Regions from separate parts of the Oryzias latipes genome. Here region 2 is linked to region 1. The links are chromatin contacts, called in public Hi-C maps. All regions are on one chromosome and are shown on one strand. The core of a region is the stretch at or near the end of the contact, and the rest is flanking DNA. Distances in the headings are between cores, read along the strand shown. Region 1 overlaps meis2 (homeobox protein Meis2). Region 2 holds the start of dph6 (diphthine--ammonia ligase).

Region 1 (7,643 bases), core at 2,085-4,584:
CAAGGCATGGACATCCATGCCCAATAGAATAAGGGAACTTTGTTACCACAACAGGAGCTACAACAAGAAAAAAAAAGAAAAAAACGGAAAAAACAAACAAAGCAGCCTGACAAATCCTATTTTGAGACTATTTTTAAGAATCAAAGCAAACCCTTTTGAGCAGAATTTGACATTTAAAGAAGCAGAATTCCAGTCAGCTGTGATACTTTTTTTTTTTAAAGAAACTTGTCAATTTTGTTACTTTCATCCAAAAGAAGGACCAAGCTGGCAGAAACACTTTGTAAAGTCTTCAGCTTTTGGTAAAGATCATCAAAAGATGTTTTGATGAGCATGTGTGCGAGGAATGGACAGACGCACACATTGAAAACACGTTTCACACACCCACTCAACACGCCATCGTAAACACGTTCAATACACTTTTGTGTGACATAATATTATCACTCCGGAAGATTTAAAAAAGAAACAACGGAAAGACTCCAAGAGTTATAACTACTGTAGTATAAAAAGTATAGATAAATAAGTTAAAACTTGTGCATTTTTATTTTTTATTTTGTTGATCACATGATTTATGTTTCCTGAGCTAGTTTTAGAACGAAAGGTCAACCTTTTTTCTCTTTCACACTGTGTGTGCTCCTTCCTAGAGGAGAAACTGTCTCGCAGCACAGCACTAGAAAACGAAACAGAAGGAGAAAAAAAAAGGAAAGAAAAGAAAAACACAATAAGAAGATGGAACATCTCAAAAAGGCTTCAAACCACAGAGGGCAACCAGGCCCTGCCCCTCCCAAGAACAGGGCATGATGGGAAAAGGCTGCTAAATGACACCGGATCTCTCCAGAAGATTCAGTTTGAACATTTTTCATGCCCTTCTGTTTTTTCTCCCCCTTTGATTCATCAATGAATGTTTGCCCCGTAAGTTTTAAAGGAAAAAAAAAAAAAAAAGTTCTTTGTTTGAATCGCCCAAGCACTGGATTGTGTTGGTTTTATACATTTTTATTTTAATATATTTTTTGTACCCTGGACTCTCACTGGTAAGAGCCTATCGAAGGAAGTTTGGTGGAACAGAAACATCCTGCATCGCTTCTTGATCTGCGAATCAACACACCTGCCATGGGGACAGTACAGTACTGACACAAATGTTGATTTTGTGGCACTGGAGGAGCATTTGACAGTGGATGCACCAAAAGAACCTGAAACGGGAAAAGGAAAAACAAAAAAAAGGAAAAAAAAACTACTTAAATTATGAACTCAATGCTTTTGGGAGAAAAAAAAAGCTGAGAGAATATTGTAACAAACTTCGTACAGAGTTCAGTCTATTAATTGTTTCATGTTAGATATTCTATGTGTTTACCTCAATTGAAAAAGAATGTTTTTGCTAGTTTCAGATCTGCTGTGGCATTGATATTGTATGTCCATGAATTCCTTCCTTTTTCAGCACGTGTTCCTCACTAGATGATAAGATGCCGTCTCCCTTAAGCTTTGTCAAAAATACATAAAATACTTGTATGAGGACTGTGACGTAATGTTTAAAAGGTGTTCAGTCACAAATGCTGTAATAAATATTTCATTTTTGATTTTTGTTAGATTTTTGTGTGATTAACTGTGTCGCATACAACCTTTTTCCTTCCTATTTCCACAGATCAGCAGTCACTTGATGAACTATTGTTTGTTTGCATGTGGAATTTATTTTTGCACAATGTCATAAAAGTCCATGCGTTTCCACTCTCTTTTTACGTTCTGTTTGTGAAAAGCTTTCTTTGGGCCCAGAAGTTTCATTTAGGATTTTATTCCACTCTTGAAATCACAACAACTGGCTAAAAAAAACAAACAAACAAAATATACTTAGGCTCACAAATGTCCCCCTTTAAGTGCTAAAAAACTGACAGATGCAAATTGAGGGTGCAAATCACGAGGCAAATTCTCCAGTCATTTTGGTTTTACACCAGAAGATAAACTGCAGGAACACAACGGCAAGAATTAAAAAGCTTTTCAGTTAATTTAAGCCAAAAAAGGAGATAGAAACTTAAATTTAACAAAAATTTTCTGGGACATTTTGAGCACAACAGAAGTGATTTAAATATTTTATTTGTCAAAAGCTAAACATATCAAAGATTTATCTAAATCCTTTTAACTCTTACTTTTTGTTTTGTTAAAAAAGGAAAACACATGATAATGATAATAATTAAGAGGTCTTGCTCCCTCATCCACGGTGAGAACAGAATGCAGTCTGTGTGCTGTGCTTGTTCTTGTCGTTTTGCAGCGCCGCCTGTCGGTTTATTCGGGTACTGTCGGTTAGTGTTACAGCCCATCTCTTTTTTTTTCTCTCATTCTTCTGTCCGTGTCTGCCCGCGGCCGCCTAAATCTTCGCCTCAAACCACAAATGACGGAATCACTTGACCTGAAATGTTTTTTGCTTTTCAAACAAAAGTTCGGCATGATCGTTGACTTCCGTTCTTTTCTTCTTTTTTAAATTTCTTTTCTTTGATTTCCAATTTCAAATCGTCCTCTTTTTTTTAAATTAATTTTAAATTAACTTGTGCAGCATTTAAGCAAAATTTTATATTAGTTATACAAAAAACAAAAATCAATGGTTTTAATAATTTTTTTGGAGACGAAAGTATCTGGAAAAAAATGTGAAATTGTCCTTTTTTTCAAAGTCGCTTGTTTTTTTCATAACTAATTCAAAATGATTGGAATTTTGTTTATTTTTTAAATCAATGTATTTAATATTATTTCTAGAAACAGGTTTCTCTGCAATAAAGGCAGATTCGATTTGAAGCGTCTCAACTCTTAAATATTTGAAAGATCATATATATATATATATATATATATATATATATATATATATATATATATATATATATATATATAATTACATATTTATTTTAATTGAGTATTTTAGTCTTTTTTAAAGGCTGAAAAATCGGCTGTAGTGTTTTCCATGTAAGTGTTAAGCCTTGAACAGGGATTAAAAACTGTTTTTTGCACCCCACTTTGGTTAACGCTGAAATATTTTCCCTTAAAATACCTAAAATGAGAAGATGCTCTTTTGTTTTGTCTCTTTTTTTATTCAGTGGAGAAAAACGGAAGGAAGAACCCCGCCGTTTTGTGCGGAGATTATCTGATGAAAAAGAGAGAAACGCGAGGATTACTGTGGATGGAGAGGATTTTAATATTAATAGTTTTTTTTTCCTCTTTTCTTTTTCCACTCCACTCCACTACTACCACCACCACCTCCTCTTTCTCCTCCTCCTCACCTCCTCCCCGATGAGCCAGAAGGTAGATTGCCTCTGCTGCTTTCCTTTTTGCCGATTCGGTGTGACAGGGATGATGGATGATCCAGCCGAGCTAAACAACTCCTCCCCTTCATCTCCTCCCTGTCAAAGCCAGTCCGGGCTGCTGCTGCAGGAATAAAATAAGGAATATATTCCCTCTGCTCTGCTGCACAATGCAGCCCGGGTCCTCTGGAAGACACTCTTTTTTCGTGCAATAATAATAAAAGTCCACACACAAATAACGCGCATGCGTTTCTGAAGCGCATCACCAAAAGTGAAGTTTGTGATAAGAGAGTGGGGGGGGGGGTATATGGTGGGGGAAGGGGACAACCTAAAGTTTTAGTTTCTGTTTTTCTTTCAAATTGCTGATTTGGGTGATGAAGATGAAAGCTCGCGCGGGGGGCTGACTCTTCTCCGCTCTGCAGCTGGCTTTTGCGCAGGGGGGACGGTTTGTAGGTTTTCGTGCGTGCACCGAGCGCGCACTGCCCTTCTTTCCCTTTTGAAACATTTCAGCAGTTTTTGCTCCTCTTGCCATAAGGTGTTTCTATGACGACGTTCTGCAGGCCTGCGTGAGCGGGTCAGAGGCGGGGGTCCCTGGGAGAAAAAGGGCCGCATTTGGCTGATCATTTATCAATGTCAACCGCATAATGATTCTCCCTGCAGTCCCCCTATTGATGAGGATAATTACATTAGCTCAGAGTGACTGATCAATAAAGCCGAGGGAAAATGGTTTATTATAGCACCACCAAAAGGCTTTCTGGGGGACAGAGGTGTTTTTTTTTTCTTTTTGTCTTATTTTTTCTTCTTTTTTAAAGGAGGAGGCAGGGTTTATCTGCGTAATCAACAAAATAACTCATGTGAGAAACAAAACTTTTCCATGAAGCACTTTCCATGTTTATCCTTTCTGGTTTTCCTTTTTGCAATGTTGTTTGTTTTGTTTTGAAGAAGAAGAAAAAAAGCATACTTTCCTGTTTCCCCCTTCTTTTGATTGTATGTTACATAAAGTGGTACCGAAAGGGACTTTTTTCCTGTCTTTCCCGCTTAAAAAACACTCCTCTTCCAGGAGAAAATTACGCATTTCCAAGAAAATCAGATGCATTGAAAAGGTAAAAAAAATGAATATAAAATAATGACAAATACAATAAAAAAAAAGAAACAGGTGCTTAGAAAAATACTTCTAAAAAACCAAGACCAAACAAAGGAAAAGCGCAAGGAGGATCACTGAAGCATAAATATATACGCATGGATAGCAACATTAAAGTTTTTTTTTAATCAAATCTAGATTCAATTAAAAATCTATAGAAGAAAAAGCAGATCCTAAAAATTACTCCAAAAAGTATTTCTGGATTAAAAAGCGGGAAAAGGTGCAAACGGTCAGTAAACGCGCGTCTGACCTCGCTTCCTCTCCCTGTAGGCCGTGCCTCTGCCTCGCTCCTTTCGTGTGTGTTCTTTAATTGTCAACAACTTATCCCCTGCAGGAATGTTGCAAACTCTCCCGCTTTAATTCTCTGTGGTGCTCTGCGCCAGCTTCCATTTACCGCTGATGAACGCGTCTGCAGGAGACAGCTCCATTATCTATTTATCATTTATGATAGGATTTCGGCAGACAATGGAAAGGGAGAAGCGCGGCTACAGATAGTCCCACTGATGACTCTCCTTTGGCCTTATAATGCGCGCAATGGCTTTTTGATAAATAGGAAACTAAGGCTTTTGCTAAAAATAAATCCTTAACACCGCCTGGATTTCATTTTAAAAAATGGGGGTTGAGGAAAATGAGAAATGTCAATATTTCATTTTAAAACTGTTAGAAAAAAATGATTAGCCTCTAATTTCAAAAGTTTTTTTTCACACTTCAATGATGCCTGTCCTCTTGAAAATGGGCGGCTGTCACTCCCCCCACCCTTTACACACTTCCATGCCATAAAAATAATTTTTAATTATGTAAAAATTATAATTAGTCAAATAACATAGCTACGGGGCTTTGGAATTAAGATGAAAATTGCAGTGGCCAGTCTGGAAGCTGCTGGAGATGAATAAAGGAGGGCATGCCAGTGCAGAATAAATAAAGCGCAATAAAAAGGCAAATAGCCGGAGTTTAGTCAAGCCTTGAGGTACTCAAACCTTTGTTTCATTCAGTTAAGATTTAATTAGGCGAGCCTCTGGTAACCCCCTTTTTTCTCATTATATTGCCTGTTTTTTTCCAGCACTGTGTTCTCATCGCCTCCAGGTTGTCAACATTTGACCGCTATTTTCGCGGTGAAATAATCACGCTTTATGGCTTGATAAACCATAAGATTCTCAAATAAATCTAGCATTATTCCATTATGAGACTAAAATCCTAACAGTGAGGGAAGAATATATCGATTTCCCTCATTTATGGGTTGTTGTCCTTTTTTTTCATTCCTAATTTTCTTGGGTTATTCTGAGAGAGACTTAGAAATATCTTGCGGGTAGCCGAGGGCAGCAAAGTGAGACATTTCACAAGAACTGTAAATAAGAGGAGAGGACTCAGGAGACGGGCAGGGGGAGGCATGGGGGGGGGGGGGGGGGGGGCTCCCACAGTGGATTTCTCAAAAAATATGAAGACATTTCTCCGGTGTATTGATTAATGATTCCAAAAGCACGATGCACTTTTAATTCCATTAATTAATAATCTCCATGTTGGTGACGCGCAGACATGCAGGGGAGCTGGAGACTCCCTCCACACCCCACCCCTCTGCGCGCTGCTATTACGTGGTGGCGACCCCTTCTGGAAGCCTGGCTAAACTGGCACAAGGAGGAGGGGGTTCGCCTCTCTTGTTTTGACACAAACACAGCCGCTTTTCATTTTCCCCCTCAGATTTTCACTTTTGGCGAGAATTCTCGAAACCTCTTCACGCATTTGTGCCCGTGGGCTTAGAGGTCCCCTGCGCGGGCGCAGTACACGTGACCTCCAGGGACCCCCCCTCCTCTAATTTATTCGCAGGTATAAAGCTCCTTGTGCATGTATTAGGAGGCCACGTTGATGGTGAAATCGATAAAGATGGATTGCCGGGTCAATGCGCGCTCTGCACCTGGGGACTTGTTGCCCGGCTGTTTGTGCGCGTGGGACGCGCAAAGAGAAATGAGCGGTTAATAATATGCGGGCAGCGGGAGCAGGCTTTGTCCGCGCCGCGGTGTTTAAACTGGAGGGAGCGAGGCGAGGGTCTGCAGAGCAGAGTGCGGCATCAGGCCTCAAGTCACCCAGCCAGCACCGCCGTCATTAATCACGACCCACTTGAAGATTAGAACTGAAAGTAGGCTACAGAACCGGCAACCATTATCGTCTCGGGTGGCGTTTAAAACCTCTCCTTACTTTTCAAAACAAAGTAATGGCACCCAAGCCAGACAATAAGAAAACAGTTTTTACGCACGTGGTCCTCCACAACTGTAGAAACTCATTTAATAATATTAATACCTATAGATAAAACTAGTAAATAGAACTAAGAATAGAAGAAAATAATTTGTTCATATTTTAGCCTACATAAAGTCATTAAAATAGGTGCAAAGATGTGTTAATTTTTATATTGTTAAAAATATTTTTTTTATTAAAATTGACATTAGAAGAAAATATTTATATTTAAAAAAATACAAAATAGTCAAAAAAGTACAATGATTTGAATGAATTAATACAATCCCTATATTAAACTACAGTGAATGCTTTGTCTCAAAATATGTAAACAAGCCATTCATAAAGCTTTTTTTTAATCTATTTTTATCATCTTCCTACTTTTCTTTTGGATTTGTCTATTCTAGTTAGGCCTGACGTTGCCGGTGAGGCAGTGGTCCACGTCAGTGGCTAAAGATGTGAGCATGCAAAAGGAATATTTCTTGTGACATCCTGTGATTAATCTGATTAATTTGCCACGCCGCGCGTATTTTCACCATGGCGCGGGAGAGAGCGGCAGGAAAACCCAGCTTTGTCCCTGTTAGCAGCCGGAAGCTTCAGTGATGAAAAGCAATAGCATGGTGTCAAGAACTTTTTTTTTTAGCATGTCACTACAGCTGGAGGGAATAAATAGGCAACCGAAGAGGAGCAGAAGGAGGAAGAGGAGGAGGGTGGGAGTGTGCTGTCTGTGACATAAGGCCGTTTGGGTCTGTGCCCACTGTGAACCTGGGCTTTCATAACTACTCTGCACAATAAAAGGCTTGTGTGTACTGTCTCACAAGTTCAACTTTGTTTCTCAACAATGACTCCAGACTGTTGTCAATATCCTGATAGCCTTCATCTGCCAATAATGACAGGCAGCCGGCTTCCTATCTTATCTGAGGGCCAGGTAGCGCCATACCTGGGGGGAATAACTGCTGCGATAAAAAGTGTCTGGCCCAATAGAAAGACTCTTGTCTGTCTGT
Region 2 (7,643 bases), core at 2,231-4,730, 160 kb after region 1:
GTACAGATCTCCGTTTGGGTTGTTTACTAACTGATTTGGATGTGGTTGGGCCCTAAAGAGGTATCATTAAGCTGATAGTTCTTTAGAAAATGAGTGCCTGTTGGAGACAACTGCAGACTGGAGTACAGTTAAAAATAGGCCTGTCTACTTTCAGTCATCAGTCACTGTGGTGCAAAATCATCACAGCATCAACACAACATTTTATAGTCATCAGCCCTCATTAAATCTAATCTAAAAAGAAAAGAGAAGGAAGTATAACAAGATTTGTTTATTTTTATATGGATTTTCAATTGTTATAGCGTGTTACAGATTTATTTTTGTTTTTTGCTTTTGGGGTTCCTCCATTGACATTATTGAATTTTAAATGCACAACAAGTCTGTGGAAAAAAATACCTTTGTAAATTTAGCGTGACATACACTTAAAAAGAGACTTTAGTCCATGAAAAAAATGATGAACTCATGTAGTTTTGGCTGAGCTCTTACATTATAGAGTTTTCAAAAAATGTGCGTTAATTTGTTTGTTTTTCATTAATATGGAAACTGCACAAAATCCTTTATTTTTGAATAATAAATAGGTTTTGAATGCTGGTACCATAATACAAGTTAATGAATGAAACTTGTTTGCTGTCCATCTGATCATTGTTCCATTTGTGTTTTACCAATCAAATTGAAAAAGAAGACAACCTGCATAGAAACTAATCAAAGCCCACTTTAGTTTCTCCTTTTTTGATGTTTTACAGGACTTATTTCAAAAGGGGTCCTTTATCACATTATCACTGAAAAATCACAGGGACTTTCATGAAAAAAGTGTCGCTAATTTATTGTTTTATGGGACTCTGAGTTTCACCTCATGGGTCATTTCATTGAGCAGCTTCAGTAACACTAAAGACTATTCAAGCTCCCATTGAAGAACCACTCCAATGAAAACCGGGTGTTTTTAACCTGTTTATGTAGCATTTTCTCTTGATGGAGAACACACATAAAAGGTTAAGCTCAAAATTGCATTTCTGAGTCTTTCTTTTTTCAAAACGTTGTAAATCATCAGCAGACAAAAAGTGCAGTTAGAAAAAGTTTGCAGCAATGATGTAGGTGCTTCAGTCGGAGGGCCACAAGCTCCCTGCTCTGCTCCATTCCGATGCATCCACTTGCAGACGACTAGATCCAGAAGATTGTTTTCCTCGTCTGAGCTGAAATCTGGCTCAAAACCGTACAGCTGGACAGCTCCAATATGGCTCGCCATTTTGTTGCACCGTTATATTAGATTGGGGTTTGAGGGACTTTAAGCTAGGGGGAAAGAGTGACAACAAAGGGATGATAGGACATGAAGACAGGCTTAGTCTGTGGCAACAGTTCAGTGCACAACTCAGAGGACAATTTCTGATGAACAATTGCTGCTCTGCAGAAACTTTGCCCTACAAAATGATGCATTTTTTTCAAATTTTGGCAAACAATAAAAGACCCACACTTACACTTTAATAAATTAAATATCAAACTCCAAAGAGTTCCATTCTTCAGCAGAATGTGTGATGCAGATTGCGTTGTTATGGCATAAATCTATAGTCAGCACAATGCCCCATTTTCAACTTAATTTGTTTTTATGGTTTGTTCTTGTCAGTACAAAAAGTCAAACTTTAAATAATAATTTTCTGTATTTCTCCATGCAATGATCTGTAGATGGGCACGTTGTTTTGGGTCTGTATAGAGAAAGAAGGATGCAGCATTTTTTTGTGTTGTTTTGTTGAAAGCACCACAAGTGTGTATGTGTGTTTGTGTTCTGGCCACTTATCCTGCAACCTTGGATGGCCTGTTCTGAAACTCAATTTATTGTCTTGTCATTTGAAGCCTTAGTTTCTCATTACACTCAAACTTTTTGTGTCCTTGTGTGACAAAAATTAGCTTGTATGTCCGTGTAAATCACCTGTCATATGCACATGCTCCTTTAAGGAAAGGCCAAGGGTGTCATTTGGCTCCTGCCGCCTTGCCTTCATATTTATGCGTCTCATATTCACGTCCATTGGCTGTGTCTCAGTTGGGCAATCTATCAACACTTTTTATCCCCATTCGCACCAACAATAAGGACATAAAATGTTCTTTTACGTCAGCAAAAACGCTGTCACAAATAAAAACGTAAACAACACACCTCTTTATTTGTCTGGATAATAAAACTGCATAAATTAAATGTGATAAGTGACAAAATTTGCATTAGCCATTTCTTATGAGTGTGGGCTTTCATGGAAATTACAAGGGAGAACGGCTGTTATAAAGCACAACCCACAAAATTGGAAATCAGGTGACATATTAATGAGTTAACAAAACTGAAGGACACCCAGGCCCAGGGGGATTGTCCTGCTTCTCTCCAGGACAGGGACATTTTTTAAGCCGACATATCAAAGGAACATTTGAAAACTATATCACTCATTCTGTCAAATGAACTGTCCAGCAGAGATGAAATATACATTTCACAAATATTATTTTGGTTGGTTGTTATTGTGATTTATTTAGTGTACTTCACAAACCTGTGGCCCAGTTGACTTTTACCATGCCACAACATTGTGTCTGAATATACTTGAGTTTTCCAAATATAAATCACAATTTCTTTTATTGTGGATAGGTATAATAGGATAGTTTTTTTATTATAAACATGGAAATAAAAAAGAAGCAAAAGGTAAAGATAAAATATTCAACATTTTTTCTCGTCCCTTTGGTGTAAAATTAACAAATTATTTAACTTATACTGCATTGAAAATGTATCACTAAATAAACAGCAAGATATACTTTACTTTTTTCTTGGTGTTCTACAGCACAGATTATCCAAATCTACAAGTTTTAGGCTTTTTATTTACTCAGGATGAAACAAAAACAGAAACAAAACAAAAAAAGGAACCTAGTTAAAAGCGATGGGATGAAGATACGTCTCTCTCAATTTTGTACTTTCAGACAGAATGAGTTGCCTTTGGCCCGCTTAAGGGTAGAAGGTGAGAGAGGCACACAAAAGCTCTGCAATTATTCAGCTCTGGCACAACAACAGAGAGCAAAAGGAGCATCAAAGGGTTTCCTCTGAGCAAAACAGGGCTCCCTTAGAGGAAAAGCACTACCTCTGTGTGTGAATACCAGTGCATGGACTTTTGGTCCTCTCATGGGACCACAGGAAGCAAAGGATGAGTGTGAACGAAGTGAGGGGGCCTATCTACTTTGATTATGCTGTAATACACTATGCACTGCGGCTGGTGTAAATAGAAAAATCACAAAACTTGGTACATTTATTCAACATGTGGTAAGTTTATAGTAGACCTGGGAATATATGACTTAAGATAACATAATTGATAAAAGGCAAATCCCCATTTTTATTATTTGTATAAAGTTAATGTGAAAATTTATTTTTCTAATATTGAATTATGAAATATTTTGTTGTTTCTTTTTTATGTAGCTACAGCATGTTCCATATACAAATTCCCATATATTTTCAATTGAGGTCTATTTTACAAATGAGCTTGGTAAAATTAAGTTGTGTCCTGCCAGGACATTTAAAAAATACACTTAGTTGTTTTTCTTAAATTATTATTATTATTTTTTTAATTAAATGTTTGTCTCTGTAACAGTATATGATGTATGACAATAAAAAGCCTGTATCCTAATATGCATTGTTTTAACAAAAATGAACTTTTATTATTCGGAACTTGACTTGGTACATAATTTTTTAATAACAATATCTTTTTTTTAACACACTAAAACCAAAATAACATCGAATTACAATCAGGCATAATAAACGACAACTTCCATTTTAAGGGGTCCTTATTGAACCCCGGAAGTCTGTTACTCACATGTTCTTGTTTACATTAGCAAGTTGCTAGCGTGTATTTTGTACCCTGTGCCATAGCAACTATTTTCCTCGCGTTTCTAAACTCCTGAACTATAAATCGGTACAACATGATGAAGGTGGTCGCGTTGATAAGGTAACATTGCTAAGTTTAATGCCTTAAAATGATTTGTAGTTTAGTCAGTGATGTACTGTTGTAGAAAGAAAACCGGCGTCCTAGTGTTGCATTTATCCAATGATATATATGCATCCACCTTCTCCCTTTTTCAAAACGAAGGTTTAAAGGGATGTCGTTAATATTTAGCGTTTTGATAAAAACATTCATTGAAATAATGCAGTTGAAAATTCAGAGGGTTTTCTTCTGATCTACTAAATAAAAATTATTAAAAAAAAAAAAAAAAAACTTAAACCTGCACAGACATTTTCCATTTCTATTTAAGTGATGCACAGTATCTTGGTTAGCATATTTTGTCTTTCCCCTTTTGCGTGTGTTTTGTGTTGTGCTGCAGTGGGGGTAAAGACAGCTGCTACAACATGATGCAGTGTGTTGCAGCTGGACACAGGATCGTGGCTTTGGCCAACCTACGCCCTGCTCACACAGGTGAAGAACAGCTGATAATGTCTGGATTATTATATTGAAAGTGGGTCTCAATCTTTTCCTAGTCATGTCTCCTGTCTAAACAGCTCAGTAAAAAAAAAAAAAAGAAAAAACTTTTGCACAGATATGGAAAGCTTGGACCTTCTCTGTTTACTACTTAAACAGAGCAAAACGTTTTATTGATATAAAATTCACATTTTCATGTTTGATTTTTTTTTACATTTGAAAACAAAAGAGATGAAAACAAATTAAGGCTTGTACTAAAAATAAAATAATTATTTTATTGTCAACAGAAATTATTCCACATAAAACTTCAATTTTTGTTTGACTCCACAATTCGAGTTCTTAAGGTGAGAGTGAATGAAAACCATTAAACACTAATTTCTATTCATATTTTTATTACAGGGACAACAGAAGTGAAATAAATCTTTTTTAGACCTTAAAAATGCATCTCAAGTACCTCTGGATACTATCAAATTTACCTTACAGTGCGTACCCCTCTTTAAGAACCACTAATTTAGGATGTGCTTGTCTGTTGTGTATGCATAATTTAGAGCAAAATTAACAGTATTCACATGACCTAAGTTTTTCAAGTTCATTCTTGTTAATACACAGAAACACTGACTGACATAGCCTACTTTCTTGGTACACTTAACACTCGCAACATCAGTAAGTTTTAGATGATATTATCTACCTTTTTTTAAAAATGTAAAGTAAGTATGTTGTCAGTGGGGACATTAACATGTTTTTGATTAATCATAGATGAGCTGGACAGCTACATGTACCAGACGGTGGGCCACCAGGCTATTGAGCTGTATGCAGAGGCCATGGACTTGCCGCTGTATCGACACACAATTCAGGGCTCAAGTCTGGACACCAGCAGAAACTACAGTGAGACGGAGGGCGACGAGGTGGAAGACCTGTACCAGCTGCTGCATCTTGTTAAGGTAGATATTTTATTTCTTATTTCTGCCAAAGGGGTTCACCTGTAACATGTACCTATTCTGATTTGTTATTGCTTAAAAATCTCCAAACCTCAAGTCAACTGTTATATCTCTTGAGAGAACAAGCTTGGTGTCAGGTTTTTAGGTGACTGGATGGAAGAGCTAATTGAAACTCAAATTCAATTTGTACACATTTGACCTATTTCCTGGATCTGCTCTCAACACCAAAATACCATAAATCATCACAAACTGTCAGGCAGTGAAACACCGCAGGCTTCTGGATCATTACTCAATAAAAAGTTCCTACATTTACAAGCAGTTGGACTTTGTGTTGAAAAGAAGAACACAACTGTGATAAACTTCTTTGGATTGATCTTGGGTGTTAGCATTTTAAACATGTACATTTTGGGATGCATGGTGGTCTGGTGTATCATACAGTTGCTTAACTGTACAAAGGTTCATTTCTGGATTAGGTTTACATCTTCTTGCAAATACAAGTTTTTCTGGCTTTCTTAGAACAAAAATATATGCTGATTTTTTTTTTCTTTGCTGTGTGTTTTGTCTTTCTATGGTCCTCATGTGATGGAAAAACGAGAAAACAAATCCCTCAGGTAACCACCTTACGCCATCAGAGAATTTAAATATTAAAAAAACAGGAAATCTTTCTTTTTAGTAAGATTTACTATTGATACTAGTTTTTTGTTTGTTTGTTTTTTGCTAAAAAGTTTGAATTTCATCATTCTTTTTGATGAACTTCAACTTTTTATTCTTTTTTTAACAATATGTTTGTATAAAATTAAATTAAAGTTTAAAAAGTGAGTTATTTTGGCTTCATAATGTGGACTTACCTTTCCATACACCACAAAACCATGTATGTGTTCTGCAGATAACTATTCTGTTAACATGACCACAATAAGGTAACCTCACTCATTCAAGACATTCATGGATATTATAGAAAAAATTCCCTCCAGTCCTAAAACATAATAAATTTAGTCAGATACATGTTAGACACCCCTAAAAATAAAGAGCATACTTTATACAAAAAAGAGATTGTGACTGACAAAACATTGATTTAAAACATTTTCATGTGTTTCCACAAACCAGTAATGCCTGGAAACAAAATGTTTGATGATAAACTTGCTGTTTAATTTTTTATTTTTTAATGTCATTTTATTTCTTATGCATTTTGTTTCTGGCACGTTTAATGAAACGAGGCTAATACTTAATAAGTGCAAAAAAATTGCTAAATGCCATTTTTAGACTTTAAGACTTTAATTTACTTTTGAAATCTTGCTATGTTTTTTTTTTAACTGGTATTTTCATTCAAAATTGTTAATGGAGTTTGAAGCTTTTTTTTAAAAGCATGCATTTGTTAATTCCCTACATATATATTATCATTCACTCTAATTTTATATGTAGTTTTCTTTAAATTTTTTAAATGAAATAAAGAATATTTATAAACACATCCATACAAATCTGCTTTAAAAAAAGTATAGTGAAGATTAAGATTCAAAACACTAGTTTTAAATTAAAGAAGTACTCCTTTCCCCAGCCATGCATTATGTCACAGTATTTAAACACATCTCTCTTTATAGAATCCGACTCACTTCATCCTCCTGATGTTATCCGTACTACCAGCTGACTCAATTTGTGAAATGTAACCAAGCAACGCAGAAGTGCACAAAGTCATGTTAGTGCTTTTAGTCTGTCTCATTGATCATGCTTATCTTTACTTTTAAGTGAAGTAGGTTTTCTTTTCATTGTACTCTGGAGCTATACAGCACTTCCTCTGATGCTTGATCAAAGTTTGATGCTCAAAGTTGGAGAGGAACCCATCACAAGAAAAGAAAGGACTTGTTTTTTATCTCACTTGACAGAAGATCAAATGCGAAAAATTAATCAGTGAATTAAAATTTAATCAAATACCACTTTTTTTTTAAACTATGTTGAGAAAATATTAATTCAATTGTAATTTATGCACAAGAGCGTGGTGGTCCAACATGGTACAAGGACTTTGACTGACAGGTTTGAGATAACTGCGTGTGTGTTTTACTCACCACTAGTGCTGCCTGCCTATCTGACTGCCTGCAGTTATGAGGAAGATACCTGGACAGAAACATCAGCAGCGGGCAGAGCGCAGTGCTGTCAGCGCACACCGGTGTGGGGAATCATCCTGTGAAGAACTTCTTTACTTTCTGTTTGCAGCAAACTTAGGCAGCGTTTGTGGACTAGTGGATTGGAATTTGTTGGCCTGGATGATAAGGAAGTGAGTTTGCTTCTCTGT

What was found. Hi-C and Micro-C count contacts between places; a contact is called where the count stands out from the background.
Region 2: a contact with region 1 is called in a Hi-C map of fibroblasts, with 2.1 times the contacts expected there. The contact joins the promoter of dph6 here to the enhancer-like site in region 1. A contact is called at or near these places in 2 of 5 Hi-C or Micro-C datasets (embryo and fibroblasts).

What each region holds. Positions count from the first base shown.
Region 1 is chr22:7,246,942-7,254,584 of ASM223467v1, forward strand. It overlaps meis2 (homeobox protein Meis2), which reads left to right. Exons shown (of 14, transcript XM_020713483.1): 14 at 1-1,580. Among protein-coding and RNA genes, the nearest start is that of LOC111946850, 35 kb to the right of the region's middle. Within about 2 kb of position 3,335, at least 2 of the 8 cell types and tissues checked have an H3K27ac peak or open chromatin away from gene starts, as enhancers often do.
Region 2 is chr22:7,409,327-7,416,969 of ASM223467v1, forward strand. It overlaps dph6 (diphthine--ammonia ligase), which reads left to right and starts at 3,481. Exons shown (of 15, transcript XM_023951414.1): 1 at 3,481-3,953; 2 at 4,327-4,418; 3 at 5,178-5,362. The coding sequence starts at 3,928.